2 separate regions of the Sus scrofa genome follow, and region 2 is linked to region 1. Evidence: chromatin contacts called from public HiChIP or PLAC-seq data. All regions are on one chromosome and are shown on one strand. The core of a region is the stretch at or near the end of the contact, and the rest is flanking DNA. Distances in the headings are between cores, read along the strand shown.

Region 1 (5,412 bases), core at 764-3,263:
TACTCCCTATATACCCCCAAAGTTTGAGGGGTCCTTTTCCCCTAATCCTTTGCCGGTACTGAGATTCTCATTTTAAGAAATCTTGACTAATTTGCTAGGTGAATTATGTCGCTTTCACCTTTGTGTTCATTAAGAACTTTATTTGATGAGTGGACCCATTTTGAGTTTGGGGTTCTTCAGGTTGGTTTGTTTTTTTCTTTGTCTTCTTTGCAACTTCTAATTGGAGGGAGTCACTAAGAAATTGAGCATTGGAATATGAGAGTATTTTGGTACCAAGTGAGCCTCTCCTGTAGATAAAAAGCATGAATGCTGTGGTTCTTGACTGTTTTGCTGGTTTGGGAGCTTTGTCTATCTAAACAAGGATAGTTTTATTTCCAGGCTCTTGGCTGTGGGTCATTGTTGAAATAACGGCATAAGCAAGCAAGACAGTATATATTACATTGCATTATTCTCTAACCATCTTGTCTATAGGTACAATCTTTTTTTTTTTTTTTTTTTCTGTATTTTTCATTGTAGTTGATTTACCTTGTAGTTGTGTTAGTTTCTGGTGTATAGAAGGTGATTCGGTCCTATATATAAACATATATATTCTTTTTTGTTATGGTTTATTACAGGGTATTGGATATAGTTCCTTAGTTATACTGAGGGACCTTGTTGTTTATTTTATATATAGTAGTGTGTATCTGCTAATTCCAGGCTCCTAATTTATCCCTCCCCTATTTCCTATCCCCTTTGGTAACCATAAGTTTGGAGTCTATTTCTTTTTTGGAAATAAGTTCATTTGTATCATAGTTTAGACTCCACATATAGATGTTATCATATGGTGTTTGTCTTCCCCTGATTTACTTCACTTAGTATGATAATCTCTAGGTTCATCCATGTTGCTGCAAATGGCATTATTTCATTCTTTTTTTCTGGGTGAGTAGTATTTCTTTCTCTCTCTCTGTGTATTTGCGTATACAGCCTTTTTAACACTAGTTATGAGGTCCTTTGAGGCAGGCATTGTGCATTTTATTCACAGTGTTGAGAAAACTGTTTATTGCCATAGTTAATATGAAAATTATTGTTTGCAGAGTAATTTTAATCAGTAAAATTGAATATAAGTCAGGTCTCATTTTCTACTTTTTAAAAATCAATCAGATGTTTCATTGTAAAACCACTTTGCAAACATTTGTTAAAGATTTATTGATACTATGGTTGGCTCCTGAAATTATAGTCTAGCTTGGAGGATACTGTGCAGATTTTGTGAAAGAATGTGGGAGAAAGTGTGCATTATGTGTACGATTTTGGAGTAGAGCTGGGATGCTGTGGAGATTTTGAAAAAACTTAGAAAGACCCCCACCCCAGTGGGAATGATGATCAGGGGCACCTCAGTGAAGCAGGTAAGGCCTCAGTCTGGGCCTTAGAGGAAATGTTGCTTTTCATTTGCAGAGGTATAAGGACTCCTCCGCCTGGGGATGGGGAATCAGTGAGTGAAAGTCTAGAGCCCTAGACCTGGAGTGAGGAAAGGGAGGGTAGGGAGACCTGCCAGCTGAAACAGATTTTGTTTCAGATTGGAAATTAAAGTCAGCCAGTTTTGGAGGAGGAGGAGGAGGAGGAGGCTGCGGTGGCTGCGTGGAATACCCAGTTGAGGACTTTAAATGTAATCTGTTTCCTAATGTAAATTCTTCATCAGGAGACAGTTTTAATGTAGCGGTTACCATGCACTTGCTTATAGTCAAACAACTTCTAAGGGCTCGACCCCAGGTCTTCTAATTCCCTAAAGAAAATAGATTTGTCTGGGGGCTTTGCAAAGGTGGGATTAAGTAGCTGTTAGTACTGGAAGACACCTCATACCCTGGTTCTGAAGAACCTGAGGCCAGCAGCTAAAAAGTCTGAACACCAGTTCTCTTTATTTGTCAGTAAGTACAGACTAGTAATCTTGAAAGTTGCTTCCAGATCTAAAATCCAGTGGTGCAGCTTAAGCTGAGGTTGTGCAAGGTGAGAAGTCAGAGGAAGAGTCAGAAGTGATGCTTGTCTAGACAAGTTTCAAATCTTGGAAAATAGTGTCACTGTTAACTATAATGGAGAAGTTAGAGAAGGAAGCAGTTTGGTGGGTTTTTTTTTTTTTTTTTCCCCTGTTTTATTTTGTTGTTTGAATACTTGCTTTTTCAGAGGGAGGATATGAACTGTTTGGTTTTAGGCAAATGGGATGATCCTATAGGCAGCTAAAAATACAGGAATTAGTCCCAGGCGAATTATTAGGGTTGGAAATGGATTTGGGGAGGTACCAGCTTCAAGGGATTTTTTTGAACCTGCTAGTGTTGACAAGCCACTTAGAAGCTGTAAAAAGAGTGCTGAGGGAGTTCTCTTGTGGCACAGGGGGTTAAGGATTTGGTGTTGTCACTGCAGCAGCTTGTCTTTTTTTTTTTTTTTTTTTTTTTAAATGCTGAGAAACGCTGGGACCAGGTAGAGGAATAGGAAAGCGAAAATTGGTAGAAACTAGAAGAGCACAATGCCACAAAAACAACAAAGTGAGAGTTTGAAGAAAATAGAAAGGCTGTAGTGTCAAGTACACTGAAAATGAGGATGAGTTCAAGTCACCCGTGACTTTGACCTGCATTGGCAGCATTATGCTATCCCACGGGGGTTGTGGAAATGGCAGCAGATTGAGGTTAAAAGTGTGTATAACTATAGGTAACAAAAGACTTCCCCTCCATGAGAATTATTGAGAAAGATATCACAGTGAAATTGAATTACAAAATGGCAGTAAGGTCAAGTGCAGAGCGTGTGTGTTTTTACCTTTAAATACAAACGGTGTGAATGTGGAAGTCAAACGGTAAAAAGAGCTCCTCCTCACCTAGCCCCAGGGGTTGGTGGTGAAACTGGTTGATGGGCTATGGGGTGGGAAGGTGATAGGGTTGCAGAGGCTTGCACAGCTTGGGTTTTTCAGGTTTCATTAGTAGAATGGAAACCATCTGCCTTCATTAGCCTCTCTGTGTTGATGAAATAGGGGCCTCTCTGTAAAGAGACATGCAGGACAGGTGCTGCCGCAAATATAAATGTTGTGGCATGTTATGTTTTTCCAAAGATGGCTGCCCCAATATATATCCTGTCCCATTTGCTTTTCTCAAATTTGAGGCTGACATTCTTCTATCAAACTAAGATTCTCGTTCCTTTCACTTCAACCTGGGCAGACCTTCATAACTACTTCAACTGACAAAATGGGGCAGAAACGACACTGCTTGATTCCTGAAACTTGTCACAAAAGACAACCAATTCAGCATCAACCTACATCTTTCTGACTTGGGGACATAAGTCCAGCTCTACTGACGCCACTGTGCTGGAGAGCTCACGTGGAGAGGCTATGCAAACACAGAGATGCTATGAAGAGCACCTGCTCCTATAGCCCCAGCCTATTGAGTCTTTCAGCTGAGGCCCCAGATGTTATGGAGCAGGATTAAGCCATCCCTTCTGTGTTCAGCACAAATTCTTGACCCACAGAATCCATGAGCATAAGAAATGGTTGTTTAGTGTCATTAAGTTTTGGAGTAATTGCTATACAAGCACAGTAACAGGAATGGATGCCAGTTCAGAGCCTGTCAGCATGGTCAAAGAAGAATGGAGAAATCAAAAGGCTGATGAAGGTTGCAGCTATGATTATCCTGTAATTTGTTGCCACAACTGAATGACAGATTCTGGGGAACATAAGCTCCCTAATGGTTGAAATACTTCTTCCTCCCATCTTTCTGACAAATGGTGAGATCCAGATAAGAAAATTTTGATTTTCTGGATATCTGATGTATTGCCTAAGGGTCGGTAGGTATGGTGAGCCCTTCACTGTGGTGGAATAGACTGGAACGTTGAATGGGAAAGGCTCAACTAGCAGTGACCGGGGTTTAGTACTGGGTTCACTTCAAAAACAAAATGAGTTGGTTAATCCTGCCAGTGTCAACCCTTTTTTTTATAAAGAATGAAAGAATTCAGTTTTGAAAGCTTGAATGACTTTATTTTTGCCTGAAAGATACATTCTTTGAAGATGTGGACTGTGTTTTCATTTTTGACATTTGTTTCCTGGGAAAGAAGCTCTGCATTGCACGTGGTCCCAGGGGGAGTTGGTGTGGCTTTCAGTGTCATAGGGAGTTCATATCCATGAGGATATGATAAGTCCCAGGATTTAAAAAAAATTTTTAATTATATTTATAGTTGTACAACCATCATTACAACCTAATTTTGGAACATTTCCATCCCCACCATCAAGTCCATCCCTTCCTCCTGTTCCCTATGAAAATCATAAGTTTTTCAAAGTCTGTTTCTGTTCTGCAAATAAATTCATTTGTATCCTTTTTTAGATTCCGCATGTAAGTGATATCATAAGGTGTTTGTGTCTCATTGTCCAACTTAGCATGATAATTTTTAGGTCCATCTATATTGCTGCAAATGGCATTATTTCATTCTTTTTTATGGCTGAGTAATATTCCACGGACTATATATACGACATCTTCTTTATCCATTCCTCTGTTGATGGACATTTAGGTTGCTTCCATGCCTTGGCTCTTGTATATAGCATTGCAGCGAACATTGGGGTACACATTATCTTTTCGAGTTACGGCTTTCTCTGGAAAGATGCCCAGGAGTGGGATTGCTGGATCATATTGGTAATTCTATTTTTGGTTTTTTGAGGACCCTCCATAGTGGTTACACCAATTTATATTCCCACTGATAGTGTTAAAAGCTTCCCTTTTCTCTCCAGCTTTTATCGTTTGTAGACTTTTTCATCATGGCTATTCTGGCTAGTGTAAGGTGATACCTCATGGTAGTTTTGATTTGCATTTCTCTAATAATTGGTGATGTTGAACATCTTTTCATGTATGTTCAGGCCATCTGTATGTCTTCTTTGGAGAAGTGTCTGTTTAGATCTGCCCATTTTTTAATGGGGTTGATTGTTTTTTTGATATTGAGATGCAGGAGGTGTTTATATATTTTGGAAATTAAACCCTTGTCAGTTGCTTCATTTGCAAGTATTTTCTCCTATTCTATGGGTTGTCTTTTCATTTTGTTTAGGGTTTCCTTTGCTGTGCAAAAACCTTTAAGTTTAATTAGGTCCCATTTGTTTATTTTTGTTATTATTGTCATTACTTTAGGAGGTGGATCTGACAAGATACTGCTGTAGTTTATTTCAGAGAGTGTTCGACCTATGTTTTCCTCGAAGAGTTTTATAATATCTGGTTTTACATTTAGGTCTTTAATCCATTTTAAATTTATGTTTGTGTATGGTGTTAGAGAGTGTTCTAAATTCATTCTTTTACAGGTAGCTGTCACATTTTCCTAGCACCACTCCATTGCATATTCTTGCCTCCTTTGTCATAGATTAGTTGACCATAGGTGCGTGGGTTTATTTCTAGGCTTTCTTTCCTGTTCCATTGATTTTAT
Region 2 (6,194 bases), core at 1,233-3,732, 130 kb before region 1:
AGAACTTACATTCTAGTGAAAGAGACAGGTAATTTTTCAAAATTGTACAATATGCCAAGCAGTAACAAGTGCTATGAAGAAATGTTTAAGATGCTCAAAGATCCTATATATAAACATACAAAACCATATATTTAAAACCTAAGTTATTAAAACAACAAACAGGCAAAATTTTAAAAAGCAACTTAGGAAAAAGAACCAATAAAGCAAAAAATACAGGCATTGAAATATGTAAACTCAGTCGTAGGGGATAAATGCTATGAAGTCATAGTGGAAGAGATTAATTAGAAGGCAGTACTGAAAAAATCACCCATGAAACAGCACAAAGAGGGAAAATGTATTTTTTAAAATATGAAAGAGCAGGTAAGTGGCACAGAAGGTAGACTAACAGGCATCAACATATAGCTAACAGGGATTCCAGAAGAAAGGAAAAAAGGAATAAGAGAGAAATGATGCCCAAAGAGATACCATCTGAAGTTTTCCACTATTAAAGTTAGAATTCTCCAGGAACTCTAAGTATGGATATGCAGAAACTTGTATTTTCACTATGATGTGTCGAGGTGCCCACATGTCACAGTGATGTAAGGACATGTAAGGATGAAGAAAACACATCATAACCAAGAAAATACTACTACCTACAAAAAAAGAAAAAAAAAAACAAAACTGCTAGCAACATTGTCAGCAATAGATGCCAGAAGACATGATAGAATTTCCGGCAAAGTCCTGAAAATTACTAATCAACACAGAACTCTGCTCAGCTAAACTACTGTTCATTCAAGAGAAGACAGATATAGATATAGATACACATTTCCAAGCACAAATGCTTCAAAGAAATTATAGCCCATGGGCCCAGGCAAAATAATTACTAAAGAATGATATCACAATGAAAATCACAAAACCTAAGAACCAAACAGCAAAAGCACAACATATCTGAACAATAATGTCAATAATGGTTTTGATATGTTGTTTTCAGCAATGAGCTGGGAATTATGTTAGGCATTTTCCAAGTAGTACCTCTTCCGGCCCTCAAAGTCAGGTTATGAACTAGACCTTGTTAACTCCTCTGTGAGGGTGAGAAAACTTTCTGGTAGCATAAGATAATCAAGCTGCTAGGGACTGAAGGCTTGTGTGCCCCCACAGTTCACATGGTAAAGTGCTAATCCCCAATATGATGGTATTAGACATGGACTCTTCAAGGGATAATTAGATTTTGATGAAGTTATGAGGGTGGGGTCCCCATGATGGGGTTAGTGCCTTTCTAAGAAGAGAAAGAGACGCCAGAGCTTCCTCTGTCTGCCACGTGAGGATACAGGAGAAGGTGAGCATCTGCAAAGCTCTCACCAGAACCCCACCGTGCTGGCACCCCAATCTAGGACTTCCCAGCCTCCAGACCCATGAGAAGTTTGTTGTTTAATACACCCAGACTTAGCAGCCCGAGCCAACTAAGACACATGCATAATAGTCTGATCTACATATAGACAGGGAGCCAGCGAAGCAAAGAGAGAGGTGCAGGTGGAGTTTTCTAACCCTTGAGAACAAGGACAGGGGCCTGTGCCAGGTACAAGCAGCTGTCCAACAGTGAGAAGACAGATGACAATCTCTAACTCAGAAGCATTTCATGCTGGTGGTTACCCTTTGCCCTACTCACCTTTCCCCTAAACCTTGAAGCACCACACTATCAGCACACCTGCCCAGCTCTTGGCCAGATCGGGTTACAAGCTGTAAATAAAGAGGCATTTACGGGACAGCATGTGGTCTGAGGTTCCCAAGCCTGGCTGTACCCAGGAAGCTCTGGGGGAGCTTTCCAGCACACAATGCCCACTCCCAGTCATAGTCATATTTGGCTGATCCCACAGCTACCTAGGCAATAGGATTTTTTAAAGCTCCTGGGCAAATACTGTTGTTCAATCACAGCTGAGAATCACTGGCCTAGAACAGGCCTGAGATGAAGGAAAACGCTCTTTCTGCCCCAACGGGCTGAGTCTGGGGACAGGGGCCTGAGAGGCCCTCTCCCAGGGGCCACTTTTCAGAGGCCACTTTTCTCCCAGGGGCCAAATTTCAGAGGCCACTTTTTTTGTTTTGTTTTGTTTTTGCTTTTCTAGGGCCGCACCGTGGTATATGGAGGTTCCCAGGGAAGGAGGCTAATCAGAGCTACAGCTGCCGGCCTACGCCAGAGCCACAGCAACGTCGGATCCAAGCCTCTGTGACCTACACCACAGCTCACGGAAACGCTGGATCCTTAACCCACTGAGCAAGGCCAGGGATCGAACCCACAATCTCATGGTTCTTGGTTGGATTTGGGTTTTTTTGGTTTCTTTTTTTCAGAGGCCACCGTTTTGACAGCTTTGGGAACTGGTTCCCCTTTCCCTGAAGGAAATGTGTAGCTCTTCTCTGAAATCAGAAAAGAGGAAGCATAGTGTGCTTGTCAGCAAAAGTAACAACTCTCCCCAAGGGGAGATGGGGAGATTTCTCTTCCCTTAACGTGGACAAAATCACAGGCCAGCAGCCTAGAATCAAGGTCAGGGTGAGGGGGCAGTTCAGTTCCTCACACGCACAGCCTCACATGGAAATGGCCCAGACAACATAAGTTCTGTTAAAACCTACCCCCTTGAGTGTGGAAACAAGGGAACCCTCCCACACTGTCGGTGGGAATGTAAACTGGTGAGGCTAGCAGGGAAAACAGTGTGGAGGTTGCTCAAAAAACTAAAACTAGGAGTTCCCATCATGGCTCGGTGGTTAACAAATCCGACTTGGAACAATGAGGTTGTGGGTTCGATCCCTGGCCTTGCTCAGTGGGTTAAGGATCCAGTGTTGCTGTGAGCTGTGGTGTGCGTTGCAGACACAGCTCGGATCCCGAGTTGCTGTGGCTGTGGAATAGGCTGGCAGCTACAGCTCCAATTAGACCCCTAGCCTGGGAACCTCCATATGCCACAGGAGCGGCCCTAGAAAAGGTAAAAAGACAAAAAAAAAAAAAAAAAACACAAAAAACTAAAACTAGAGTTGCTATATGATCTAGCAATCCCATTTCTGGGCATATACCCAGACAAAACTATAAGTCACAAAGATACATAAACCCCAGTGTTCAGAGCAGCACTACTTACCACAGCCAAGACATGGAAACAACCTAAAGGTCCATCAACAGATGAATGGATGAAAAAGATGTGGTGCATATATTCAATGGACTATTACCAGCCGTAAGAAAGAATGAAATAATGCTATTTGCAGCAACATGGATGGACTGAGAGATTATCAAACAAAGTAAGTCAGTAAGAGAAAGACAAATATCATATCATATTACTTCTATGGAGAATCTAAAATATGACATAAATAAACCTATATACGAAAAAGAAACAGACTCACAGAGAACAGACTTGTGGTTGCCGAAGAAGGGGGTGGAAGAGGGAAGGCTTAGGAGTTTAGGATTAGCAGGTACAAACTATTTTTTTTTTCTTTGCCTTTTCTAGGGCCGCTCCTGCGGCATATGGAGGTTCCCAGGCTAGGGGTCTAATTGGAGCTGTAGCCGCTGGCCTACACCAGAGCCACAGCAACGGGGGATCCGAGGCACATCTGCGACCTACACCACAGCTCACAGCAATGCTGGATCCTTAACCCACTGAGCAAGGCCAGAGATTGAACCCTCATCCTCATGGATCCTAGTTGGGTTCATTAACCACTGAGCCACAACAGGAACTCCGGTGCAAACTATTACATTCAGGACAGATAAACAGCAAGGTCCTACTCTACCGCACAGGGAACCATATTCTATTACCTGTGATAAACCATAATGGAAAGAATACGAAAAAGAACATTATATATATATATATATATATATATATATATATATATGTATGTATGTAACTGAGTCACCTTGCTGTATAATAGAAATTAACACAACACTGTAAATCAACTATACTTCAACACCCAAACAAAGCCTATCCCCTCGGATCTAGACAGCACTTCTCCCCCTCCTCTCTGTCTCAAGACCACACCCCCCATGATCTCTGCATCCTGATCCAGCTCCACTCTCCCACATCCTCCCAACTCCTGCCTCTTCACTACAGCCCCAGCCCAGCACCCCAGGCCTCTGACCAGCCTCACCCTGTGGCCCCCTGCCAGCTCGGGCTCCTGGTTACTCCGCCCCTTGGCCACTACCCAGGATGAGTAATGCCTGAGTTTGCAGCAGGCTCTGCATGAACCGCCTGCCCAGGTGGCTCCCCACCTCAGACCTCCTCGCAGGAGGGGGAATCATCTGCCTAAGCCACATGGACAAAGTGACTGAGCATCTCCCTGTGCTCCAACTCCAGGGAGCCAACTGCATAAGCTTCCTCCTCCTCCTCCTCGGGAACTGCAAGCTCTCCTGCAGCTTTGCCCTCCCCTTCCCTCCCCATCACCTCTGGTTCCTGGCCTGGGACTCCCCACCCCACTCAAGCTCGCCCTCCCCTCCTCGCACCACAATCTTCAACAAACTCTGACCCAAACCCACCTCCTCCCCACTTAGTGGGCCAGGGGCCCAGCTTCCTGACAACAGTCTGCTGCTCCAACACCACTAGGACTTCACACAGCTCACCTGCCAGGTAAGCTCCTTTCTTCACTGTGTAGCAGCTGCTGAATGCCAGGCCCCGCATTGGGCACAGGCACAAAGCGGGGTGGGGGGGAGGCCTTCTTGGGCTCACAGGGAAGCGGGGTGCACGGAAAGGTAACCAACATGACCACACAGCAAGCCCTGAAGTCAGGAAGAGAAAGGGGACCTCTGGGGGCAGAAGACGTCCTCATTCTGCAGCCAGAGGCTCCTGCCCAAGGCCCCCCGCCTCTCCCTGACCTCACGCCCCCACGTTCCCTCCTGGTCCAGAGCTGGGTCCTGGTCCTCTAACAGCTCCTCTGCTTTTCTCTCTCAGGCACTTTTTTTTTTGCCATGACCCCTCTGCTCCTCCAGCTGTCACCACCCCAGCCACCCCACCTCGGTCAGTCTCCAAGGCTTCTTGCCTTCTAGCTAAGAACCTCTGGACTTCCCCACCCCATGGTCACAACCCCACCTCACGTGCTACACAAGCTCACCTCCTCTCGCCATAAAGGACGGACCCCCCCCCAGACGTGTCTACCTAGAAGCCCAATGCCACCCCTTGGACCATTCTTTTTTTCTTTCTTTCCTTCTTTTCTTTTTAGGGCCACACCTACAGCATATGGAAGTTCCCAGACTAGAGGTCAAATTGGAGCTTCAGCTGCTGGCCTACACCACAGCCTCAGCAACACGGGATCCAAGCCGCATCTGCAACCTGCGTCACAGCTCAGACCGGCCGTTCCTGACGCATCCTCCCCAAATCCAAGCCATCATCAGATCCTGTCCGCTCCCCTGTCCTTCCCAACTTTCTCACTCTCACAGGGGACACTTAGCCTAAGTCCCAGGCTCTCCCTTGTCCTAACCTGTGTAGCCCACAACACCCTCAGTGTCCCATCACTCAACCCCAAGTAGAGCTGCTAGGAAGATCATCCTGAGACCCTGCGCTGCAAACATCGCCGCCCACCCCTCTAGAAAACTCTCGCTAGCGTCCACTGCCCACAGGGTTCTTTCAGATGCTCCCTCTCTGGCCTCTGAGCCCCCAACCATCCTACACCCTTCTTCGTGCACACAGGAGCCGCCCCCACCTCTCCCAACACCCCAACCCCTACATACCCGCCACCCAGTGACTCAGCTGGCCTCAGGGCTTTTGCTCACACTCTTCTCCTTCCTTCTCCTCTTTCCCTCTGTTGGGGGAGTGGGATCCTTCTTTGGATAGCTAGATCAAGCCCACCTCCCCCAGGAAGCCTTCCTGAGAGCCCTAAGCATCAGCATGCCCATCCCACCCCCACACCCCCTGTGGCACTGGCTATGGGTGGCGCTCCTTCCCTCAGAGCACCGTCTGCATTGAGAGTCTAAGCCACCTCTCTGGGCACAGGTGTCTCCTCGCACATGGTCAGCCCCTCACAGGCTGGGACCGGGCCTTCCGCTGGGCAGAGCTGTGGGCACCAGCGCTGGGCTGCACAGAGCAAAGGCTTATTATTTTACAGCAATGAGCTGGCAGTGCTTCGGGTTTTCTGTTTAACAAACTGCTACCCCCACCCCCTCTAGGAAAGTGGTTTTCAGACAGCAAGAGCCTCCTTTTCAGGACGTGCCCCTGGAATGACAGCTCCACACTGAGCGTCATGGGCCATCCCTAGAA

What was found. HiChIP or PLAC-seq counts read pairs in DNA pulled down with a chosen protein or histone mark.
Region 2: a contact with region 1 is called in an H3K27ac HiChIP or PLAC-seq map of alveolar macrophages. The contact joins two enhancer-like sites. A contact is called at or near these places in 2 of 2 datasets of contacts at active chromatin or transcription factors (alveolar macrophages and skeletal muscle).

The regions. Positions count from the first base shown.
Region 1 is chr9:122,567,837-122,573,248 of Sscrofa11.1, reverse strand. The region is part of intron 1 of STX6 (syntaxin 6); the gene reads left to right. Among named protein-coding and RNA genes, the nearest start is that of STX6, 10 kb to the left of the region's middle. Within about 2 kb of position 2,013, at least 1 of the 83 cell types and tissues checked has an H3K27ac peak or open chromatin away from gene starts, as enhancers often do. A contact at or near this core is called in alveolar macrophages, where this site is marked.
Region 2 is chr9:122,698,434-122,704,627 of Sscrofa11.1, reverse strand. All of the region lies in intron 1 of LOC102161394 (a long non-coding RNA gene), which reads right to left. Among named protein-coding and RNA genes, the nearest start is that of IER5, 68 kb to the right of the region's middle. Within about 2 kb of position 2,482, at least 12 of the 83 cell types and tissues checked have an H3K27ac peak or open chromatin away from gene starts, as enhancers often do. A contact at or near this core is called in alveolar macrophages, where this site is marked.